Regions from separate parts of the Rattus norvegicus genome. Here region 2 is linked to region 1. The links are chromatin contacts, called in public Hi-C maps. All regions are on one chromosome and are shown on one strand. The core of a region is the stretch at or near the end of the contact, and the rest is flanking DNA. Distances in the headings are between cores, read along the strand shown.

What was found. A called contact is a pair of places that touch in the nucleus more often than the background predicts.
Region 2: a Hi-C map of mammary epithelial cells shows a contact between it and region 1, with 2.8 times the contacts expected there. The contact joins the promoter of Hras here to the promoter of Ric8a in region 1. A contact is called at or near these places in 6 of 12 Hi-C or Micro-C datasets (the A7r5 cell line, the Rat2 cell line, Schwann cells and 3 more).

What each region holds. Positions count from the first base shown.
Region 1 is chr1:205,362,915-205,369,435 of GRCr8, forward strand. Ric8a (RIC8 guanine nucleotide exchange factor A) reads left to right here and starts at 1,882. Exons shown (of 10, transcript NM_001100520.1): 1 at 1,882-2,196; 2 at 2,485-2,532; 3 at 2,622-3,212; 4 at 3,509-3,600; 5 at 4,072-4,222; 6 at 5,502-5,597; 7 at 5,695-5,839; 8 at 5,918-6,062. The coding sequence starts at 2,113. It overlaps Bet1l (Bet1 golgi vesicular membrane trafficking protein-like), which reads right to left and starts at 1,792. Exons shown (of 5, transcript NM_019368.4): 1 at 1,634-1,792; 2 at 860-988. The coding sequence starts at 878.
Region 2 is chr1:205,725,984-205,732,305 of GRCr8, forward strand. It overlaps Hras (HRas proto-oncogene, GTPase), which reads right to left and starts at 3,271. Exons shown (of 5, transcript NM_001098241.1): 1 at 3,147-3,271; 2 at 2,152-2,303; 3 at 1,778-1,956; 4 at 1,467-1,626; 5 at 1-744. The coding sequence starts at 2,262. The coding sequence ends at 625. Lrrc56 (leucine rich repeat containing 56) reads left to right here and starts at 4,415. Exons shown (of 13, transcript NM_001024902.1): 1 at 4,415-4,497; 2 at 5,306-5,376.

The DNA of each region.
Region 1 (6,521 bases), core at 632-3,131:
GGAGTACTTGTGTGCAATGCCCAGGCAGAGACAGGGAACCAGCAGGTCAATCTACACTACCCTGTTGTATACTGTTCCTGGACCAAAATGAATATTGCCTTAGCTGAAATCACCATCTGAGAGTATGGGACAGGTCTCAATCTGGTAGGGATTATAGGGAAAACAGAACAGAACAACAAAGCAGGTGACAGGAAGGCTGTGTGGGGATGACTTAGGAATCAAGTCCAAGGTAAGTGTAAGAAAGGCCTTTTACTGTAGAAACTACCAATCCCTACTGCTACAACCCACACAGGATCTCTAGAAGCCCCAGAGCACTCTCCTGTGGAAACCTTACTCCGACGGACAGAGACTAGACATGAAGAATTTCTGTCACGGTATGTAGTTGAGAATCACCTGCCTAAGTGTGACTGGCACTGGTCTGAAGCATAAAAATCCAGCCTCGATATGACCCACCTAAGGGGAAAGCCAGCAGCACCAGCAAACAGGGGCGACCAGACTCTAAAAGACAGACGGCTGTGTCCTACCAACCACTACATAGTTAGTATAGTAGAAGCCTCAGTATCACAACTGTCAGACTGAACACAGGCACGGGGGCGGAGGGTGTGTGTGAAACGAGGCACTTGAGCCCTGTAAGTCCCTGCTTGGACCTTCTGCTTCCAGCCCTTGGCATCAACCATACACACAAACTGATGTCATGCCGGCTTGGGTTCCAAGGCAGTGCCAGTTGAAATCTGGCCCTGTTTTTCCTGGAATACGTAAGCGCCATCCCACGCAGATCCCTCCACCGAGGAAAAATTGATGGCTCGTACTCCAGACTTAGACCTTGCCTCCTATCCCAACTACCTTCAGGTGCGCTCACCTCGAGTCCAATCTGCCATCGCGCCTTCCGAGGTCCCACTCGGGGAGTAGGCAACACAGCGACGGACGTGGCACCACTACCTGGGTCTTCCGGTTCCGCCTCAGGTCTAATAACTTCCGGGAGAAGAGTCTGAAGCGGAAGAAACAGACTTGTAGTTCTACACTGGAATGTAAATAAGGGAAGGGCGGGCCGCCAGCATTCGGGCCTACGGATTGGTCAGCAGTATTAGTCCCGCGCTGTGGGTATTACCCGGAGCAGGAGCTCAGACCCCAACCTGGAGCCGAGGGTCGGGTACCTCGGGCGCTGCAAAGTCCCCAAGTGAGAACGACAGGATGGGGAGGACGAGCAGAAGCGAAAGAGACTGGCAAAGGACCTGACACTGAGTAGAGGCAAGCGCCGGTTAGCACAGCGGGCGGCATTATCCTCTGGAACATTGCTTGTGTCACCGTGGGGTGCACCGACTCTGCCTTAAGCTAAGTGGCATGCAGACCTGGCTCCCCACTATACAACGTTCCTACGCTTCTAACCCCAGACACGCCGCGGCTAGCCGCCCCTCCGTTGCTCCTCCCGCGGGAGTCGCTTTTCCACCGGTGTTCTTCACTTCCTTCTCTCCGATCCTTCCTCATACACTCTGCAATTGCCCTTTTCTTTTGATAACCACATTATTTTGGTGGTTTGGTTTTTTGATTGTTTTTAGATAGGTCTGCCCGTTTCTGCCTCTCGAGTGCTGAAATTTAAAAAAGCGTGCGTTACTATGCCCGGCTAACCACGTACATTATTTTGACCATCCAAGTCGTACTTCTCTTTCCTTATTTCCCGTGGAAGATGAGCATCAGGAAGATGACCGCGAGAATCGTCTTCCCCAACTGACTAAGCGGCCAGGAGCCGGCGCTCCCTCTTTTATCACAGTACGGGAACAAGAGTGTAAGGAGAAAGGTTTACGCGCCGGCCAAGCCACACCCCACTCCCCACCCCCGCCCGCCAGGAAGTCGGGCTAGAGAGAAGGGCTCAAAAGGAGGATACTGCTTAGTTAGCTAGCATCGCTGCTCCAAGACAAGCCGCTCAGCGGCCACAGCCGGGTTGCTCCACCTTAAGCCGGAGGCCAGCCCCGCGCCTGTACACACCCTAGGCTCGGCTGTTCTCCCAGCATTCCTCACGCGTGGACGCTGGGCTTCCGGACCTGGGCGGAGTCCCCGGGTTTGGCCGATTGCGTCTTCCCAGCCCAAGTCTTCTAGCACCCCGTGCCAGGGGCCATGGAGCCCCGGGCAGTTGCGGATGCCTTGGAGACGGGAGAGGAAGATGCGGTGACAGAAGCTCTGCGGTCGTTTAACCGAGAGGTGAGAGGCATCCAGCTGCCGAGGAAATTGCAGGAAGTGAGGAAGCAGCCGGTTGCTCGCCACTCGGCTGGGGTGTGCGTGCGAGTGTGGCAGGGAGCAGGGCGGTGGGTGGTGGGCTGGGCCACGGCGGTGCCTCTGTGGTAGTCAGGTGTATGGGTGGCGAGGGTGGGCCTTGCTTTACGTACACAGCGATGGCTGCTGCTTCAGAGGTAGAAGCAGACCTGCTGCTTCTCGAGGAGCACAGGTCCTACCTGCGTGTGGAACTGAGCTTCCTGGGTCTCCCTGCAGCATTCCCAGAGCTTCACCTTCGATGATGCACAGCAGGAGGACAGGAAGGTAGGTGTCAGCCCAAGGGGGTTCCTAGGGCAAGCACGGGCTGCCCCAAGAAGAGGGCCTAGTGGAACCATTTTTGTCCCTTCCCACAGAGACTCGCAAAGCTGCTGGTCTCCGTACTGGAGCAGGGCTTGTCACCAAAACACCGTGTCACCTGGCTGCAGACTATCCGAATCCTATCCCGAGACCGCAGCTGCCTGGACTCATTTGCTAGCCGCCAGAGTTTACACGCACTAGCCTGCTATGCCGACATTGCCATCTCAGAGGAGCCCATCCCACAGCCCCCAGACATGGATGTCCTCCTCGAGTCTCTCAAATGCCTGTGTAATCTTGTGCTCAGCAGTCCTACAGCACAGATGCTAGCAGCAGAGGCTCGACTGGTGGTGAGGCTAGCGGAACGTGTGGGACTGTACCGCAAAAGGAGCTATCCCCACGAAGTCCAGTTCTTTGACTTAAGGCTCCTTTTCCTGCTAACAGCCCTTCGCACTGATGTGCGCCAGCAGCTGTTTCAGGAGCTGCATGGCGTGCGCCTGCTGACCGATGCGCTGGAACTGACATTGGGTGTGGCCCCCAAAGAAAACCCTCTGGTGATACTTCCAGCCCAAGAGACAGAGCGGGCCATGGAAATCCTCAAAGTGCTCTTTAACATCACCTACGACTCTGTTAAGAGGGAGGTTGATGAGGTAGGTTGTAGTCTGAAGTCAATGGGTGGGACTCAGCTCAGCTGGGGCATTTTGTGGGTTTGCTTCCCTGTGTGCCTCAAGTTGCAGGGTGTCGGATATGGCAAGGACTAGAGGACAATCTAGGCAGGAACTCAAGGTTTCTGAGCTGTGTTGTGCATGGGGCTGGGGACGGGTATTCTCCATAATGCTTCAGGTGACCAAGTGTGCTGTGGACAGGGCCTAGTGATCACCATGTGGCCTTGGGTCATAAGAATAGGGTCTTATTCTCACGGGAGCCCCTTTCCGTCTTTGGCTAGGAGGACGCTGCCCTTTACCGGTACCTGGGGACCCTTCTGCGGCACTGTGTGATGGCTGATGCTGCTGGAGACCGCACAGAGGAGTTCCATGGGTGAGGAGCAGGACTTACTATGTTGGGGATGGCAGGAGTTGCCTAGGTATGGGTACAGAAGTCCTTAACCCTAGCTGTGACTCAAGCACCTGGGAGCCCGGGCCCCACCTTTGAGTGTGACATCATGGGGAACGGGATCCCGGTGTGTTTTCAGAGAGCCTAGGGAACTCAGGGTATGACTAAGAAGAGTTTTGAACTTAGAGACAGGGCCTTAGGTGGAGGCCGCATGGTCTCTTGCTGGTGCCTCAGCCAGTCTCTCGAAACTGAGAGATTGCTTGGCATCTCAGCTCAGACAGAATGGTGCAGATAGAGTCTACAGTGTTTCCCCACCAAACTCGAGTTGGGGTACCAACTGCCCTTGCCTCAGTGCTATCCTTCGGGCCCACATATCATGTGTACCCCAGGAGAAGGGCCAGGGATTGTATCTGTGCTAAATATGGTTACTGTGTCAAGGCCTCTGTCTGTCCCCAGCCACACCGTGAATCTCCTGGGGAACCTGCCCCTCAAATGTTTGGATGTCCTTCTCGCTCTGGAGCTACACGAAGGATCCTTAGAGTTTATGGGAGTTAATATGGATGTGATCAATGCCCTCCTTGCCTTCCTAGAGAAGCGTCTGCACCAGGTAGGAGGGGGACCTGCTATGTGGATGCCCAGGGGCTTGGGTACCAGTTATGGCTACTGTTTCTGCACCATTGGTACTGGCAAGTAGAGCTCAGCTTGATGGTATATCCAGGACAGGTCTTCTGATTCTCCGTGGTATAGCTAGATGGTGGCCGCTCAGTCAGGTCCTCTCAGAAGCTTGCGGACACACCATGTGTGTGAACCCTGCTGCTGCTGATTACCAAAGAAAAACAAGCCTCTCAGGGTCTACTAAGGTGACAGTTACCTTTTAGGTCTCTGTGGTCCTGTTAAGTGGTTCTCAGAAGCCTTTGGTTCTTGCTTGTGACCCTCAGCCTCCAACTGTTTCTATATATAGGCAGCCAGAGGTGACATCAGTTTTGTCCCTCTGCATTTTTTATTTTTTATGTTTTTTTTTTTTTTTTTTGAGACAGTAGCCCTGGCTGTCCTACAACTCACTCTGTAGACCAGGCTGGCCTCAGACTCACAGAGATCTGTCTGCCTCTGCCCCGAGTGTTAGAATTAAAAATGTGCACCGACGTCACCGTCATCCCCCAGCTGTCCTCTGCATCTTAAAGAGGCATAACCCAGTTTCTTGACTCCTATGGGTTTCCATGGGACATACAGAGAGCGGGTGGTCTAGCCTATCCTTGTGGAGCCCCCACAGCTGAAAGCCCTAGATTGAGATTCACTCCATCTGAGGAGCCATGTTGCTAAGCTTAGTGAGTTCGATCAGCTGCCTGCTCCTCTTGCTGCAGCTGCTGGCATTAGGCAGAGAAGGGATAGGTGCACTGTTTGCTGTCCGGGAGGCACTTTGAATAGGAAATCTGCTATTTGTTGTTTCCTGAGGGCAGGGTGTACCTCAGGTGTGCGGACAGCTTCAAATTCCGTTTGTTTTGTTCCTGGCCCTGGTTCATACTTGTAACAGTTGGTTTTGAAGAAGCAAGTTGTTGGCCCCCAAGTCACAAAGTTTCAGTCACTTCCAGAAGTAGGTCTGGTTTCCATCACTCTCTCTTCTTAGACCCCGTGCAGGCAAGGGTGAACTTGAACTTCTGATTTTTCCTGTCTCCCAAGTGCTGGAGTTACAGGCTGGTACCCCCATGACTGGCTTAATGTTTCCATACCTTCTTAAACTAATAAACGCCCAGCACTGTCTTTGGCCCTTAGCTAACTTTCTACAGCATGGCCTCTTTATAAGCGATTGTCAGAACCTCTGGTGAAGGGTGCAGTGTAGCCCCATCTCGCCTGGGGAGCATATGACAGTAACAGAAGCCCTTCTGCAGACCCACAGGCTGAAGGAGTGTGTGGCACCGGTGCTGAGCGTGTTGACAGAATGTGCCCGCATGCACCGTCCTGCCAGGAAGTTCCTGAAGGCCCAGGTACTTGAAAAATGAGACGGATCTGGGGGACCTGGGGATCCTTTATATAGGGCTCTGGCTGCTCCAAGCCAACACTTAGAGACAGCTGCCTCCCTAGGTCCTGCCCCCTCTGAGGGATGTGAGGACTCGGCCTGAGGTGGGGGACCTGCTCCGAAACAAGCTTGTCCGCCTCATGACACACCTGGATACAGATGTGAAGAGAGTAGCTGCTGAGTTCCTCTTTGTCTTATGCTCTGAGAGTGGTGAGTTGGGGGAGCCCAAGCCCCAGGCCTCCCCTGCCACAGCCATATTCACACATTGACCTCTGCCCTGGTCTTCAGTGCCCCGATTCATCAAGTACACAGGCTACGGGAATGCTGCTGGCCTCCTGGCTGCCAGGGGCCTCATGGCTGGGGGCCGGCCCGAGGGCCAGTACTCAGAGGATGAGGACACCGACACAGAGGAGTACAGGGAAGCTAAGGCCAGGTATGTGCTCCTAGTGTACACTTGGGTTCCCTCGTAACCCCCATCCCCCTATCTGCCCCTCCTCAACCACAGCCAGTAGTACGTAGGACAGGATAAGGAATGGATAAAAACTTGGGTTCTACTGAACTGAGAACAGGACCCCCGTTGAAGGAATCAGAGAAAGAACTGGAAAGCTTAAAGGGGCTCGAGACCCCATATGTACAACAATGCCAAGCAACCAGAGCTTCCAGGGACTAAGCCACTACCTAAAGACTATACATGGACTGACCCTGGACTCTGACCTCAGAGGTAGCAGTGAATATCCTAGTAAGAGCACCAGTGGAAGGGGAAGCCCTGGGTCCTGCTAAGACTGAACCCCCAGTGAACTAGATTGTTGGGGGGAGGGTGGCAATGGGGGGAGGATGGGGAGGGGAACACCCATAAAGTAGGGGAGGGGGGAGGAGGATGTTTGCCCGGAAA
Region 2 (6,322 bases), core at 2,021-4,520, 360 kb after region 1:
TGACTATTCTTGTGTTATTTATAACTTTCTGCAGGAAACACAAGACAGTTGAGGCAGGCAGAAGAGAAGGGCTGCACAGTCCCAGGTCCCAGGCCAGCCTCCCCAGCCTCTTCTAGAAACAGGAACAAGGCAGATGATAGATCCCAGGTCCCCAGTATCTTCTGTGAGGCCACAGGCACTACACCTCCTACTTCCAGCCAGAGACAAGTCAAGACCATCAAATAATTTACTGTGATTCAACATGTGCCCTCATAGGCGCCCAAGGGAGCTGAGAGGGGCGGAGGACTTGGGTGCCAGTGGCAACAGGGATAGTTCATGACAGTCTGTTCAAATTGTCCATGCGAAGGTCTTGGTCACATCTGTCCACCATCCCTGGACTGGACTGGCTCCAGCATCGTTTCCTTCCTTCCCTCCTCTTTCCTTCCTTCCGACAGCACCTCCTCCCTGCATCCGGCACCTCCTCGTCCTGAGCCTGTGCCGGGACGGGCACAAAGGACATGACTGACTGCAGGCAGGGGGATTGGCAGAATTGGGGGAGCAGGGACATCAAAGTGGATATGAAGTTCATCTGGCTAGCTGAGGTCACTGCCCCAGATGTCTTGCTGGTCCCTGCCTCACCTGGTGTCAGGACAGCACACACTTGCAGCTCATGCAGCCAGGGCCACTCTCATCAGGCGGGTTCAGTTTCCGCAGTTTATGCTGCCGAATCTCACGTACTAGTGTGTAGAAGGCATCCTCCACACCCTGGGAACAGAGGGACTGGATCAGAGAGGACTCTGAGGAGGAAAGGGGTGCTCTGCTCTCTGGGTAAGAAACTCCCTGACTGGATCAGGTAACACCCCAATGCTGGAGGCTCCCTTCCTCAGCTGCAAAACCAAAATAAATAGGGAGCTGGGCTCTGGCCATCTAAAAAGTACAGGCCACTCTCTTTAAGCAGGTCCACTCCTGAATACCACTGAAAAGTCAGAGCCACTCTCTTTAAGTAGGTTCACTCCTAAATACCACTGAAAAATCAGAGCCACTTAACTCAGACTCTCCCAGACCCCCAGTATGTCTCAAGGTTAACAACCTAACAACACTTAAGGGCTTAAAATAGCAAATCTCCATAGGACACTGGAGACAAGAAGAACTAGGCCCCTGGGTCACCGCTCCGGCCTGGCTCAGGGCAGCTCTCTCCATGGACCCCATCCTGCCCTGGAGCTATGTCAACCCAGAACTTTAGGGCATAAGCCCAGACCCTGGCCCTTGCCTCCCTCACAGCCCTGCGGTCTGGAAGACTTACAGCATGAGGGCCGCTGGGTCACATGGGTCACATGGGTCCCGGGGGGTCCCAGAGGGTCCCGGAGCTGGAGCCAGAGCCAGAGCGGCTGCCCTGTGTTGAGGGAGAGGGGCGATGAGCTCTGCTCCCTGGCTGGGGTGGGGCATGGTGAATCCTTGACTAGCTGTGGAGAGGGGAACAAGCTCACCTGCCGGGTCTTGGCTGATGTTTCAATGTAGGGGATGCCATAGCTGCGAGCAAGGTCCTGGGCCTGCCGAGACTCAACAGTGCGAGCGGCCAGGTCACACTTGTTGCCCACCAGCACCATTGGCACATCATCTGAATCTTTCACCCGCTTGATCTGCTCCCTGGAGGGGGATGGGGTGTATATGAGCCAGCTAGCAGACTGCAGGCCTGACTGTGTCCAGGACATTCAAAAAAAGACATAAAGCCTCAGTGTGCACACAGAACCTTCCTCACATATGCCATGGGCTCACGGGCTAGCCATAGGTGGCTCACCTGTACTGATGGATGTCTTCAAAGGACTTGGTGTTGTTGATGGCAAATACACAGAGGAAGCCCTCCCCTGTGCGCATGTACTGGTCCCGCATGGCACTATACTCTTCTTGACCTGCTGTGTCTAAGATGTCCAGTAAACACGTCTCCCCATCAATGACTACCTGTTTCCGGTAGGAGTCCTGCAAAAGAACACAGCTTAAGGGTCCTACCTCTTCTTAGACAGAGAATCCACAGAGCCAGCCTACCCTTGCACCTCTCATACCCTGATGGATCAGGTAGGAATCAGACCCATACCAACTTCAAGACCTGGTTGTTTGGGACTCTAACCCATGACCACTGCCAGAGCCCACCTCTGGCAGGTAGTCAGAGCTCACCTCTATAGTGGGATCATACTCGTCCACAAAATGGTTCTGGATCAGCTGGATGGTCAGGGCACTCTTTCCCACGCCTCCAGCGCCCACCACCACAAGCTTGTATTCTGTCATCGCTTCTACAGGGGCTGCCAAACCAGGAGCTCCTGCCCCACCTGCCAATGAGAATCACACTTAGCCAGGCCCTAGCCACTTGAGACTGCTAATAGATGCCTAACCCAAGGGCTCTCTCCAGCACTGAGTAGGCAAGCAAGCCAGTGGCCCGGGTGATCACCTGTGGCACCTCCACTCGAAAAGGGAGGACCCCCACCCTCCTCCAACAGCACTTAATGGCTGTGTGAGGAAGCAGGGAGAGGCCCCCAAGGCAGGGCTGACAGCTGAGAGCTTCTCCCAACCACGCACCCAAATTAGAAGTCGCTAGGTAGGCAGAAACTCTCAACTGGAGGCGCCTGAGGGCTGAGGCCACCCCCCAAAAAACAGGTCCTGCCACGGCGGCCTTAGCGTGCCCAGGCAGGCCAATGCCAGCCTACAACCGGCTCCGGCCCGCCGGCATGTGGGTGCAACCTACAACTATTTACTGAGCGCCTACTGCATGCCAGGCGCGGTCCCGGCAGCGGGGGAAGGGTAGCTGGAGAAGGACCCTGCCCTCCACTAAGACAAACCTTCCACAAGGGGCCAGGGAGCCTTCACAGAGGGGTGGGAGGAAGCTGAGGGTGTGGGAAGCAGGTGACTGCAGGAACGCGAGGAGTAGCTGGGAGCAGAAGGCCCTGGTTGGGGCCCAACGCGGGTGTCCTTGTGGCCCCGAGGCCGGAGCGTGATGGCCGCGGGGCGCAGAGTCTCCGGAGGCCCGGGCGGCGCCTCGCTGGGAGGACGGCCACAGGCAGAGCGAGCCCGGCCGCAGAGGCGGGCAGCCGGACGCTAGGCACGTTGCTGGGCCGAGAGAAGCAAGGAAGCACCGATCACCTGCGCCCCGCACCCCACCCCGTGCCCGCACTCACCGCTTGCTGGCGCGACTGCCCCCGGGGCCGGGGCCGGGGCAGGGCGGGGGCGCGGACGGGCGCCGACTGGGCCCGCGCATGGGCTCCGTCCGCGGCGGGTGCGGCTCGGGCTGCGGGCGCCGGGCGCGGACGGCGGGGACTTGGCCGGGCCCGCGCTCGCCCCGCCCCGCTCCGCCCCGCGCCCGTCCGTCAACTCGAGGCCGCCGATGATTGGTCGAACTCCGCCCCACCGCCACCTGTTATGATTGGCTGAGCAACCCATCCGTCAGAAGCCGCTGCTAGGAGGAGCCTAGGTGGGAGGGCGGTGTCGGAACTTGGGTGCTGCAGTCAACAGTGATTCCTAGTTCTTAGGTGCAGAAAAGAGAGACCCAGACAGTGGTTACGAGCCTGGGATTCCTCCGGAGAGAAACTGGTGTACGCTCGAGTCGCGTTGAGAGAGCCTGCCAAAGAGCCTCCACCCTGAAGCCTCACCAAAGGCCCAAAGGCCCAGGAGCGGAAAGGTCATTCCGACCGGGTCCTGGAGTCGAGGACAGTCTGCACCGCGGACGCGGAATACCAGAGGAAGACAGAGTTCGCCGGAACCCCTAGCTGCCGTAGGCCGAGGTGGAGCGAAGGCTCCATCCTGGGGCAGCGTCGGCCCATTACACCGCGCTCCTCGTGCTTTGGAGAAGACCCCCTACCTCTCCCAAACTCGAGGTCCCAACACTGCAGCAGCTCATACTGCGTCCACTTGAAGAACGACCCCGAAAGTCAGAAAAGTTGGTATTGGGGCGAAATGAAATGTTCCACCCACTCAAGCAAGTAGGGTACATCTGTGTCAGACGCAAATGACATGTTTTCAACACTTTTTGAAATTTCAAAGAAACGAGTAAGCACATCCTCAGAAAACCGACAGGGTTTTTACTCAGGTGGTGCAGGCCTGAGGTTGCACGCTCACCTCGGTCGCCGCCCGGGGTGCAAGCTCGGCTTGGTCTATTCAGCTAGCAGGCTGATAACCGAGAGCTGGCCAGAAGCCTCTCATGGGCGGCTCTCTGAACCACTGTGAGTGTCTTCACTGTGTTCAGCCTTCCGCCTTCTCTCTTATTACTCTAGGGAGCCCTTCCACCGGATCTGCCGCGTGTCCCGGCAACCGTTGCTAGGGGGCGGGGTTCATCTTGCCCGAGCCCCGGATGCCCGCGGCTCACGAATATTTGGGTATTCAAATGAGCCCCGCCCCCGTTGCCATGGCGCCAGGTCCGCAACCCCACCGCGGTGATAAAAATATAAAAGCCCTCACTTGAGAGAGCGACCGCCGCGGTGGAGGGGCCCAGGGCTGCGCCCCAAGTCTTGGGCACCCTAGCCCACCCCTCAGGTGAGAGCCTGGCACCACCTCTTCATATCCTTTGTGCTAGGGGGAACCTGGGCGGAGGAGTGCAGCCCACGTCTTGTGGGACAAGGCATACAGGACAGAGTAAGCAATAAATCATGTAGTGCAGTGGAAGGGGATCGCTCTTACTAGAAAAATGTGTCTGGGAAAGATAAGAGTACAGGAGTTAGGGATCGGACAAACCCGGATGGATGGAGGCCACGGAGGATGACCAAGAAGAAAGGATACTTAATGTTCTGAATAGAGTTCTCACTCTAGTCATTGTCTCTTGAGTATAAGATCTGGGGCCAAACACAGACCTCTGTATGTTTAAGGAGAAACTGTATATGAGCTTCCTGCCAGAGGTGTAGAGGCACCTGAAAAAACTTTTTTTTTTTTTTGGTTCTTTTTTTTTTTTTTCGGAGCTGGGGACCGAACCCAGGGCCTTGCGCTTCCTAGGCAAGCGCTCTACCACTGAGCTAAATCCCCAACCCCCTGAAAAAACTCTTAAAAGTATGGGAAGGAGTACAGGAGAGGTGGGCTTACAGAAGATGATTGACAAGCACATACACCTTTAGGAGGGGAAGTAGGATTTGGATCATGTCTTCATTTGCATTGGGTGATCTAGAGGGACCCTGGCTGATCCTCATTATATGAACTTCATCCTCCATTGGAAGGGTCACAGGGAGTTCAGGACCAGACCCCCACCTAAGACCCCCCCCATTCTTGTACTGCTTGCTTCTGGGTGCTGTCAGTTCAGGTGCCACAGAGCACAGTGGCCTAGCCAGGAAGCTAATCTAATTCTCTTTTACAGGTGTTACATGTAGACACATGTGGCCCCCTTGCCCGGATGTTTGACCTACAGCAGGAGCCAGCTACCTTCAGGTACTTAGTCAGAGAAATGTGTGGTCGGAGGGAATGTGTGCTATATTTTTTTTTTTTTCGGAGCTGGGGACCGGAATGTGTGCTATCTTGATCCTGAACCCAGACTCAAGAGACCACTAATGAAGGCAGATCTACAGCCATGGTCTGGGGCAGCCCAGGGAACTGTCAGTAACTACTTGCTGCTGGTCACTACGGGCATCTTGTTCAGTATCCCTAGCTTCACAGCCTTTAAAAAAAAATTCTTTATCTTATAAGCACGTGCGTGTGCACGTACGTACGTGTGTGTGTGTGTGTGTGTGTGTGTGTGTGTGTGTGTGTGTAATGCCCTCAGAGGCCAGAGAAGGGCATCTGATCCCTTGGTTACAGGCATTTGTAAGCCACCCAACATGGATGCTAGGAATCAAACACAGGTTCTCTGCAAAAGAAGCAAGTGCTCTTAACCACAGAGCTAGCTTTCCAGTCCCAGCTCAGCCTTTGCGAAGCCCAGATGGCAAAGCTCGGAGCCAGTACTTGTTGTGTGGACACTGTGGGAAACAAATATAGAACCAGGGGCCAAGGAGATAGCTCAGACAGCAAATTGATTGCTTTGTAATCATGAAGACCTGAGGTTGATCCCCAAATTATCATACAAAACACTGAGCCTGGTAGGGTGAGCTTAAAATGCCAGCACTGTGGAGACAAAGCTTAGCCTACTTGGTGAGTCCCAGGCCAGTAAGAAACCTTATCTCAAAAGTCGAAGAATGGGGGGCTGGAGAGATGGCTCAGAGGTTAAGGGCATTGACTGCTCTTCCAGAGGTCCTGCGCTCAATTCCCAGCAACCACATGGTGGCTCGCAACCATCTGTAATGGAATCTGATGCCCTCTTCTGGTGTGTCTGAGGACAGCTACAGTGTACTTACATACATTAAATAAATAAATCTTTAAAAAAAAAAAAGTCGAAGATGTC